2 separate regions of the Mus musculus genome follow, and region 1 is linked to region 2. The links are chromatin contacts, called in public promoter capture Hi-C maps. All regions are on one chromosome and are shown on one strand. The core of a region is the stretch at or near the end of the contact, and the rest is flanking DNA. Distances in the headings are between cores, read along the strand shown.

Region 1 (5,422 bases), core at 2,052-4,551, 530 kb before region 2:
TTGGTTGGAATCTGAGGCATGGGTGGGAATCACTTAATTAGAGACAGGTGGAAAGAGCAGGAAGAGGTTCTGGGCATCCCAGACACAGGTGGGAGAAGAGGAATGCTCCCTGTGTTTTGAGACAGGGTCTCATGTAGCTCAGATTGGCTTCAAACTCCCTGTGTAGCTAAGGATGACCTAGCCTCTTCCAGCCTCCACTTCTCGACGGCTGGGATCACAGATGCATGCCATCGGTCCTGTCGAGAGGAACTTCTTACCCTGGGAAGGAGCTAAATTCGTAATCTGAAGTATGATGTCGATTGAATGCATACGGATTTCTTATTATCACAAAACAAAGTTAAGACAACACAAACAAACAAACAATAAAAGCAAAGCTCAGCAGGGTTCGCTTTCCTCACGGGATTTTTAGCGAAACAGGAAAAGCGATCCAGTTCTGAACGTGGTGGTCTAGCATGCAGGAAACAGGTAGTACATACTAGCTTTTATTTCAAAACTAATCTGCAAGAAGAAAGGCAGCCTATGAAGCCGAAGATGCTAATCAGGGGGTCATCTCATGATTTATTTGTCAGGAAAGTAAGCACTGTTCCCAGCATTAATTAAAACAAACGAGTCCAATTACTAGGAACCGGTTAAGCTGAAGCCAGGCTTAACTCCACTAAAAGTCTTCAGGAAGCATCTTAATTATAATCTCCTGTTGTTGATGCCTCGGGCAGCAGGTATGCACAAGCACTTTATTAGGAGGTCCACTAATTAGGAGGCTGAGCCTGCTAACCTCTAATTGTACAATTTGCAAATATTTTCTACATCACAACACCTTGTAACTCTGTGAATTATGTCCCATTAAAAATTATCGCTCAGCCTCAGTTTTCTTGCATTTTCCTGTATCTCTTTTTGGTTTGTTGTTGTTGTTTGTGGTTCTGCAGATTGAACCCAAAGGCTCCTGTGCTAAGCAAGTGCTTGGCCATTGAGCTACATCCCCAGACTCTTGCCTTCTTCTTTTCAGAGACAGAGTCTCACTCTGTAGCCCAGGTTGGGCCTGAAGTTTCGGCAGTCCCTCTTCCGGTCTTTGCATTTATACTTTAAAAGAGGAATTGGTAACAAGGCAATATATTTTCCTTAGAAAAAGCTATCTCTATCCCGCCATCCGTATAATAAGGCAGCTCTGGTCTTCGGGCACCATTGCTAGTGGGTGACTGACAAACTGAAGGACTTTTGCAAATTTCTTTTCTGGTGGGGAGGGAGCTGCAGGGACAGACGGTTTCTCACTGTGTAACTCTGACCTAAGTGGAACTTGCAATGTAGACCAGACTGGCTTTGAACTCAGAGATCTACCTTCCTCTGCCTTTCTGGGGCTGGGAATTAAAGACACGTGTCACTATTTTCAGCTCTTTCTAACTGGAGCGATGGGAAAGGGATTTCAACATCTCTATCCCCCTTTCCAAAGATCTGAGGCAGGGGCTTGATCTCTGTGTATCCCAAAGGATGAAGTTCAGGTTGTGTGAGGACACTTAAAAGGTCAGCTGATTGGCAAGACAGTCCAGGTTTACAGGAAATGTCATCCACAATTGACAGCAGAAAAGGCCAGCGGCCCACATGTCCGTGTGGGCATTTACCTCAGCAAGGAGTTTATCATCAGACCAAAAACTGCAAAGACTACCGCCAAGCAGGATGAGGAACAGTTGAGAAGATGCAGAGAGAACAATCTTAGATATAGATTTCATTAAAAAATGGTTTATTAAATAAAATGGTTCAGTGAAGGGGAAAACAATGTAAAGAACATGGACTGATTTGTAGTAGACCCTTGAATTCAGCAAGGATAGTTTAGGTGCTTAGGAAAAAGCTACAGGTGGGTCCAAGGAAATTATGTGAGATTGTGATCTTATTGTTACTGACAAGGATGGAAATTTCTCTAGTCCAAACAGTATGCAACAATGTATCTTTTACTTATTCTTTTTCTTCTTTTGAGCAGGACATTTTCTTTGGAAGAATTCAGTTTTGCCCATGGGCAAAATTCCTTTCTCAGGAGGACTCTTTTTGAAAGGGCGTTTCTGGTTCATTACCACTTCAAGTAATTTTTCTATCCTGTTTTAGTATTTTTGAAGTTAAAAAGACCATGCTGATATCTTCATTTAGGAATTTTCCATTCCTGATAAATTCAGTGCTGTGATTTTTTTCCCACTGGCATTTTCAGTGTTGATTTCAGTATTTACTACAGAGTGTATTGCCAATGCTGGGTTTGCCATAGTGTAGGAAGTGCTCTTGTTCCATCCTGTGTGTGGGCTTCAACCCCAATCATTTTCTGATAGTCTGAAGCAGTATCTAATACCCCACTTTGACAGGCTCATGATGTATCTAGAGTGGGGTCAATTTACAGAGACCTAGTGAGGTCTTCTTCGGGCTCATTTCTCACACTGACTACATGTACCGCTGGAGGTTCGTTTCTTGCTGACTTTTAGCCAGCACTGTAGACCTTTCCTTTAGGCGTGTGAATGCTTAATACTTAGAGAGCTGGATGTGCAGGCACAAACCCATCACCTTAGCACTTGTGACAATACACCAGGAAGACTGCCACATTCAAAGCCAGCCTGGGCTGCATACCAAGGAGAGGCCAGCAGGCAAGATGTTGCCTCAAAAAAGAAAGTTCACACTGACACACAAAGTTCACACTGACATAAGGAAGTGTGAAGTGCCATCTATAACCCAGTACACAGTACAATTGCCTGTGACTGAAATAAGTCTTTGAAGAAATAATATTTATTTTCACTAGCTGAGATGCGTGTGTGTAATTTTTTGTCCCTTTTCCTTTTTTTTTTTTTTTTTTTTTTTTTTTTTTTTTTTTTTTTCTTTTTTGAGCCAAACTTTTCGTCTGTTGCCCAGGCTGGCTAAGAACTCGATGCAATCCTCCTGCCTCCACTTTCCAAGTTCTGGGTTGACAGGTGTGCGTCCCCACACCTGACTCTAACCAGAGGATTCTTACTGAAATTCATAGAAAACCACTACTCGCATCAGTACCCCTTCCTGGTGGCCGTCTCAGGAAACACTAAAAGTAGACTCCTCTAGTATGCTTGGCAGCAGCAGTCTGTCCAAGGGCCAACAAAATGAAGCGCGGCTGGGTTGTCACCAGCGCCGGGTGCCCAGAGCGCTGGAGCGTGTCCTCAGCACGGCTCCTGCACCTAACCGACCCGAGGCTGGGTAGATGATGCAGGGCTCGACCGGTTCCCCTGCTCTCCAGCTCAGCCCCGCCCCTCTCCCATGGCCCCGCGAATTCAAATCGGCCCCGCCGCAGGGCAGAGCACCGAGAGATCGATCGCTCCCGCCCCTCGAGCCGCCATTTTTGGAAGGTGGGAGGAGAAAGGTGGGTGGGCGCGGTGCCTGCTTTGCGGGATGCTGACTGGACTTGGCGGCTCTCTGCAGCACGTCAGGGGTAGGGCAGCACGGCTGGCCGGCGCCCTTCCTCCGGCTGCTTCTCCGGAATGAGGCCTCGGTGGCCGCGCGGGACGACTCGGTTCCTGCTCAGAGCGTGAGTGCGGCGCGCGCGCCCTCCGCTGTCAGTTGGCGCGCGCTCCCGACGCCTCTCCGCGCGCCCCCGCGCCCCCCCCCCCCGGGCTCGCGCTCGCTCGCTCGCTCGGCGCAGACTCGCTTGTTTGTTTCTGCAGGAATCCTAGGAGAGGCCGAAGCCGCCGTGATGCCGGGGAAGCTGAAGGTGAAAATTGTGGCCGGTCGCCATTTGCCGGTGATGGACCGTGCCAGTGACCTGACGGATGCCTTCGTGGAGGTTGGTTCCTGGTCCTGCCCCCCAGAGCACGGGGCGCCGAGCCCTGCCCTTCCCGCGGTCCCCGGCTCCGTGGAGGGATGCCCGCCCGCCCCCAGCCCGTGAGATGTGGCCATCGGTCCTGGACACGTCCCGCTGCCAAGCTCGCGGTCAGGGCGTCGGTCCGACCACCTGCCGGTCCGAGGCGTGGCAGCGGAGACGCTCGCCACGACCTCGTTTGCGGTTAGGAGGTTAAGGGCCATTGCTGCAGCAAGTCCACGCAGCCAGCCCTCTGGGGACACCCACAGCCCCACGGTGCGACTACATCCAACCCGTACCCCAACACCGTCTGAATCATCAGTGCAAGTCACACACAACAGCAGCACTAAAGCTGCCCTTGTGTAGACTGGTAGGGAGGTGAGCTGTTTCAGGGTAATTTATTGCCTCGAGGTAGGAAGTCAATTAAGTGCCATGGGTTTCAATTGCAAAATTGCTCTTTAAGTCTAATGATTAGTTTAAAAGTCATGCAAATTAGCACAGGCCTACTGTCCGGAAGTTAATAACTCACAACCTGAAAGAAGCCAAGGAGAAATTGTAATAAAAGTTGACATAATGAGGCAGACCATTAGAGCAATAATCATTTGGGCTATTAATGCTTAGGGTTCAAAGACATATGACAGTATACTTATACTCAATATATTCTTAAACGTTCCAGAACCTAATTAACTGCAATTCACTGTATTTTTTATTTTATTTATTTTTATGGCATTTGTTGAGTTCAACTTCATCTTTTATTGAAACAAACAAACACAAACCAAACTAACCCCCCCCCCCCAAAAAAAAAAACAAAAAACAAAAAACAAAACCCAAAGCAGTTTGCTCCTGGGCCAGATGTCAACAGAGATCTAATGATAACTGAAGTTGTACTGCCTTTCAGGCAGCCTGGAGAGTAATCCACACAGCTGATATTAATATCTAATATGTATTGAGCTTCATTATTGAGATATTTGTGTTTTGTACTTTTGAATCCTTAGTTTTTACAGCAAAGCTAACTAGGAGCCATATCCTCATCTTACAGGTTAGGCAGTGGATTCCTAGGGGCAGAAATAATGTGCTTCGATGATCTACCTTGTAAATCTCCACAGCCTAGCAGCAGTCTCTTCTATTATAACTTTCCCACCTCTCTAGACAAGGTGCTGAATGTTATTTTTGAATGATGGTTGTTTGCTAGGCCCTGTGCTATTCTGGTTTAGTTGATGTATGTATAATGATGAACAAGGTGAATTTGGTTTCTGATTTTAAGGAACTTTTGTTTTGGTGACTAAGACATTTTAAAAGTACAGAATTTACGAAGTAGATAATGCAAATTAGGAAAAAATTGTTATGGGTGCCATAAAAAAATGCACTAGAAAGTGGTAAAGATCACCATTTTTAGGTTGTGAGGTCAGTGTCAAGCAACGCCTGTTGGATGAGAGACATTAGCTCCTGAGAGCCTGTAGCCTGTGTCTGTGTAAAAGGGTGAGGAGGCAGAGGAGAAGCTGGAGGAGGCTGGTGTGTTACAGGAGTGTAGGAGCATGCAGGTGATGTCTTTTAGTGACGGGAAGGGGAGTAGTCAGAGCCACATTTGGGGAAATGATCAAGTGAGGTAGATGGTGAGAAGATTGGTGTGGA
Region 2 (6,213 bases), core at 1,489-3,988:
CACACACACACACACACACACACTCATGCATGCACACACACACACACACACACACACACACACTCATGCACGCACATACATGCACGCACGCACGCACGCATGCACTCCTGTGTCTGAAAGCACCTGACAAGCTTTATTTCTTTAGAGAGTAAGAACTTCAGGAACCTCCCTGTATTCATTCTTTCTCATGTTGCTGAAATGAAATACCTGCGAAGCATTGTGTGGAGGGAGGGGTTTGGGATTACGGTTTAGGGAACATGGACCCCGTCTCATCTCGGCGGAGGGAAGGAAGCAGAGGACCTGGATGCTGGTGATCAGCTCACGTTCTCCTTTCTTCTTTCTTTGCTTTGGAGCCCAGCTGCTGAGATACCGTCCATATTCTGCATGAGTCTTCCCTCCTTGGCTCACAACCACAACCACAGATGTGCCCCCCTAGCTGTTTCTAAATCCAGTCATCTTGACATTGAAATGTAACCAGCAAACTCTATTCCTAAATAATAGCTTATAGTGCCTACAAAGAACCTGGAAGATACTCACTTGACAGGAGCAACTATGTCCATGCTAAGAAAGCTGGCTGCCTAAGGAATATAGCACGCGACCTGTCACCTGCTGGTTTACGGGTGCTTCCCGGATGCTGGTTAGATTCATTTCTGCTGTGCCAAGGCTCTTGCCCACATTTCATGGCTGTCTGCTTGTCTATGGAATGCCTTTTTTATTTTACCCCCTACTTTTCAATATATTCCAAATAGATCAAGTTTTTCAACTACTAGATTGGATACCAAACAATTCACAAATCTTCCCCTGGTATGTGAGTTTTCACTGCTTGGGACTCCATTACCATGGCATGCTTTGTATTTTTTTTTTTATTTATTTAACATTTAACATTTTTATCATTTATTTTCTGTGGGGTTTTTTTGTTTGTTTGTTTTGTTTTTTTGTTTTTGTTTTGGCTGTATGTATGTCTTTGCACCCAGTGTGTGCCTGATGCCTACAGAGGTAAGAAGTAGACATTAACTTCCCTGGAACTGGAGTTGCAGAAGGTTGTGAGCTACCCTGTGGGTCCTGGGAATTGAACCCTAGTCCTCCCGAAGAGCATTCAGTGCTCTTCACGACTGAGTCATCTCTCCAGCTCCTCCTTTCCTGTTTTGTTTATGTCCTTTATTGCGTCAGATCTTAGCAACATCACATCTCTGCCAGCACTGTCTGTCTCTTAAGATCATCAACACTGGCACAGATTATACATCCCTAGCTATCTAAACACAAACTACATGTTTAATAACCAGGCATAGTAGTTGGATACTTTAATCCCAGCACTCACGAGGTTGAGTCAGGAGGACTGCCTTGAATGTGAATCGTGTCTGGGCTACATAGTAAACTATCAGTCTGCCTGGGTTTCATAACAACTTCCTGTTTCAAAGGACAGCAATGAAATCACATAAGCACAGAGGAGTAGCCGTGTAGTTCAGTTGGTAGAGTGGTTGTCTATGCACAAGGTCTTAAACAAAACAAAACAAACCCCAGACATGATGGCACACACCTACGATCCCAGCACAAGGAAGATAGGCAGGAGGATTAGAAGTTCAGGGTCACCATAGGCTACACAGCAAGTTCGAGGCCAACTCAGAATATGTGAAACCCTGTCTTCTGAAAAAAAAAAAAAAAAGAGTTTAATGTTTTTGGTGTTAAATTAGTAGACAGTAAATTGCACAGCAAGGTGCACTTCAAACTGTATTTCAGTGGCAGAACTCACAGCACAAATGTTGTCTGCATGGCTGCTATGAGGCTACAACATGAATTACTGCAGAAAACAAAGGAAACAAAAAGAATCTCACTGACAGGACAGGCCCTCCAGAATGCAAGGGGTTAAGCAGATCTACCCACAGTGGAAAAAGGGAAGGGGGGCTCTTCATTTTCCTTCATTAAAGACTAATTTTAGGTCTTTCTAGTAAATTAACATGCTGTTTATACTTCGGATACTCCCGACCCTCAAGTCTTGGAAAACATAAAATTTCCAAGAATTAAAGTTTCCATTAATACAAACGCCAAAAGCAGGATGACCGGCGGGGGGGAAAAAAAGCACATTTGTTCCCCCACCCCCACCCCCGCTCCTTCTCAAAAGCTATAGAAAGACATTTACTGTATAATCTTTCTTGTGCGCAAGTGAGCAGTCTTATCATTCTTACGATCTAGACTGGAGGGAGAGGCCTGCGGCCAAGAGTCAAAACGGAGCCGCGACTGCGCCTGCCTGCCCCGAAGGCAGGTGTGGTGCTGGACTTTGCTTAGCCGTCCTGCTGGGTGTAAATTTTCTTTATTGGAAGAGACTGTTGATGGTGTTTTTGTTGTTAGTCTCTATCTTTGTTTCCCTTTTTGTTTCTTTTGTGTGACTTTAAGTGCCTGAAAACTGGTCTTAGTTGGTGAAATCGGTTTTTTTTCCGAAAGGATTTCAGCCCTCCCACCCCTCTATATTCTAACACGAATAGATTTACAAGTTCAGGGCAGGGACCCCACCCTCACCCCACGCTCACCCCACAATCACCCCACCCAAAACACCTACACTCTCTCTATCTGGTTTTATTTCATCTGAAGTAACCCAGTGATACCCCCCCCCCGCAAGTTACACTTTAAAAAATAATAAATTAAAATCTCTTTGCGTCAGTGAACTTGGGCTCAGAAAGTTCTCTGAGCAGCGAGCCTTTTAAAGATGTGTGTGCCGGTCTGGCAGCAGAATCCGGGCTACTGGGAACCGAGCTGGCTCGGCTGGTGCCTCCTCCCCCGGTGGTCCCTCCCTTCTGGCCGGCTCCCTGCCTCCCCGGCTCCCCCGACTGGCCTCCGCCTCCACTTTCCCCGGCTCGCTCGGAGGTCTGGCCCCAGCTAGGCGGCTGAGGAGCTGGCGGAGCATGGCCACTAGCACCTCTATCCCCAGCTCCTACCCCGCCCTCCCCGTGGCCCGGCAGCAGGAGGGGGGAAGCCAAACCCAACCCTCATCTTCCAGCCCTCCTCCCCGCGTGCACTATGGATCGCACCTTCTAGAGTCTTAACTCAGTTCTGGAGGACCAACATCCCCCGGATCTGCACTTCGGGAGGTCTCTGCTCCCGGGATGCGAGAGCCTGGGACCAGCCCGCCCTGTGCGGAGCTCAAGCCGCAGCCGGGAGCGCAAACCCGAGTCTGTAAGTTGCATCGCGCCTCCCGGGGAGAGGAGGGGAAGCCGGCTATAGCGCAGCCCAAAGCCAAACAGTCAAGGTGTACCCAGATTGGCTCGAGCTGTGCAAATCCACTGCAGACCTCAGCAGTGTCTCTAATCCCCGCGTCGCAAATTACTTTCCAGCATATAGTATGATATAGGTTCAGAGGGAGGGGCGGGGAGTCTGGCTGCCTTTTAAAACGCATCTCGTAAATCCTTCCAATTTAATATCAATCATTTTCAAGTTCGAAAACGCAATGTTTGGTATCTTTTAATTACAGTTAATATTTTCTTAATGAACAGGAAGCAGTTTTCTTCGCTGCTACTAAAAGAATCCCTCCATCTTTCCTTTTAACCTTGCTACTTTATCTAAATAGTTTAGCAAGTAGATAGTGAACCCACTTGGCCTTTAATTTTCGTCCTCAGGCTTGCCTGACTAATCCCGAGACACAAAAGAATATACAGAAAATGCTTAAAGATTTGCTTATAGCGGTTATTTCCAAGAGTGAGCAGGGAGGAGAGAGAGAGAGGGGGGGGGGGATTCCTCCGGTTCTGATCAAAAGTTTTCTCTGGGATCCCAGACCTCAGACACAAAGTGGGTTCTCTTTTGTATTGATCACATCTTTAATTTAATATGTGTGTAAAACAGCATCCCTTTGTACAGATACCTGAGACGAGGAAATGAAGTTGACAGTTTTTAATAAGCGTTTCTCTAGTCTAGGAGGACGCGTGTGGAGGAAAGGAGCCACAGGTTCAGGCAGGTGCATAGGCGGGCTATGGTGAAAGGAAGATGTTGGCCAGGAAGAGCATCATCCCGGAGGAGTATGTGCTGGCGCGCATCGCAGCGGAGAACCTGCGCAAACCGCGCATCCGCGACCGTCTCCCCAAAGCCCGCTTCATCGCCAAGAGCGGAGCCTGCAACCTGGCACACAAGAACATCCGAGAGCAAGGTCGCTTCCTGCAGGACATCTTCACCACCTTGGTAGACCTGAAGTGGCGTCACACGCTGGTCATCTTCACCATGTCCTTCCTCTGCAGCTGGCTGCTCTTCGCTATCATGTGGTGGCTGGTGGCCTTCGCCCACGGGGACATCTATGCTTACATGGAGAAAGGCACCATGGAGAAGAGTGGCCTGGAGTCCGCTGTCTGTGTGACCAATGTCAGGTAAGAATGAAATGGAGTTACCAGCAAAGTAGAAATAAAAAGCTCTTTCAGCTAGTCGATTGTGAAATAAAGGGTCTTCATTGGGCAGTTCAGAAACAAAAAGCAAATACAGGGTGCAGGGTTGAAGTTAGCACATTAAAGTCTTTGTAAATGTAGTTTTACCAACAGGTTTCTGAGAATGTGCGACTGCTTCTTTGTGCTGACCTTGGATGGGTTCAAAGAATTCCTGACTCCCCCCCCCCCAACAACAACAACAAACAACAACAACAAAAAAAAAAAACCACAGTTCGTTTTCACCACAAGGATGTCCAGTGTGCACCAGGAAATATTCCCAGTCCATCCAAAGCACTGTGCAAATACAAGAAATATTTTTTTTCTGTAAAGCAGTCTTAATTTTAAAATACACTAAAAATAAAATAACAGAAGTAAATAAAAGCCCTTCTTTATCAAGGTTATTTTGGCATCTCTGACAGATTTTTTTAGATTTAAAAAAATTAAAGCTTATTCTAAAATTTAGAAGAGAGAGTTGTAGTGAAAATTAGTCCAGATTTTCACAAACGGGGTTGAATAGACAGCAAGTGGATATTGAGGTCTCTTTCCAAAGCTTCCACAGAGCAGGAACAAGGCAGCTTTTAGGTTATCTAAATTTGACTTCTGCATTTAGGGATGCTTCAAAGTCAGCTAACACGCACTGGGGTTCCACGTCTCTCTTCTCTATTCCCAAGAGGCCCCAAACACTGCAATGGGGCAAACTTTTTAGTTTGTTTCTTTGGGTGGAGACATAATTGCTAAGGCAGAGAGACTGAGGGCGCTCCAGCCAGGCAGGAAAGGACTTCCAGCGGTCCTGGATCCTATAAAAGTAGCAGAGCATGGCATAGACACCCATAGCTGGGAGCAGAGCTCCTCATGATCTTACTTGCCCTTCCACTTGGCCAAGTAATTGCCAGGCCGACATGTCAAAGAGAGACATCACCTTAGACCACACACAGATTCCAGCTCAGATTTGTCATGAGAGCAATGTACTAGAAAGACCTGGGCTTTACCACTGGGCAGATAGGATTTTCTTTATTCAAGCTTTTGCCTCAACAACAATGAGAATAAGAACCCCAGGTGAGCAGACAACTAGGGACATGGAGAACAAAGTCCTCTCTGTGTTTAAATATTTCGGCTGTGTTTAAGAGATTTGATGCTGTAATGCTGAGTCTCTCTCATGGACTTACTGGCCTTGACTTGGCTGCTGAGGGCATTCATATTCAAACAAGGTTCCAGCAAACGGGAAAGAAAAAAGGTCCTGACAAAGAGAAGTAGGAAAAACGATCATGACAACCTTGAAAATAAACTAATTTTACTCAAGATGATCTATTGTCACTACCCATGAAAAATAACTTAGTAGATTTAAATATATATCATCAAAAAGGGATTATTCTTCCTAGGATGTCTTCTAGGAAGAGAATTCTATAGCATTCACTGGTCCCTAAAATCTGCTTCTTATGACTTCTTATCAAGCAAGATATTCTGAAGAGCATTTACTTCCTACATGCATTCCTAATGGTGTTGAGAGGTGAGAAATGGTGTCAACATTACAGTGAAGCAGCGGTGACTTTCTCAACAGCGCCAGCTTTTAAATCTCGCTCCTTAGCATATTTAAAGCTCATTCTCTTCCTAGAGAACTTTAAACATGCACAATTCCAACTGTTTACATTGCCAATTTGTTGTCAGGCAGCTTTGGTGTCAGGCAAATCATCAGATTCGGAAGCACCTTCCTCTCAGAGGCTGTCCACCAGTATTTCCAACATCCCTTGGTTGCTCTTACTTTAGGGTGGCTCACTTTCTCCTTTGTGCAAAGATGACTTTCCAAAGTGAGTCC

The links. Promoter capture Hi-C pulls out the DNA fragments that hold promoters and counts their contacts.
Region 1: a promoter capture Hi-C map of liver shows a contact between it and region 2, with 2.8 times the contacts expected there. The contact joins the promoter of C2cd5 here to the promoter of Kcnj8 in region 2. A contact is called at or near these places in 1 of 39 promoter capture datasets (liver), 1 of 484 Hi-C or Micro-C datasets (embryonic stem cells) and 1 of 115 datasets of contacts at active chromatin or transcription factors (memory CD8 T cells).

The regions. Positions count from the first base shown.
Region 1 is chr6:143,098,031-143,103,452 of GRCm38.p6, reverse strand. It overlaps C2cd5 (C2 calcium-dependent domain containing 5), which reads left to right and starts at 3,301. Exons shown (of 29, transcript NM_001362113.1): 1 at 3,301-3,520; 2 at 3,657-3,775. The coding sequence starts at 3,686.
Region 2 is chr6:142,568,139-142,574,351 of GRCm38.p6, reverse strand. Kcnj8 (potassium inwardly-rectifying channel, subfamily J, member 8) reads left to right here and starts at 2,738. Exons shown (of 3, transcript NM_008428.5): 1 at 2,738-3,168; 2 at 3,899-4,346. The coding sequence starts at 3,973.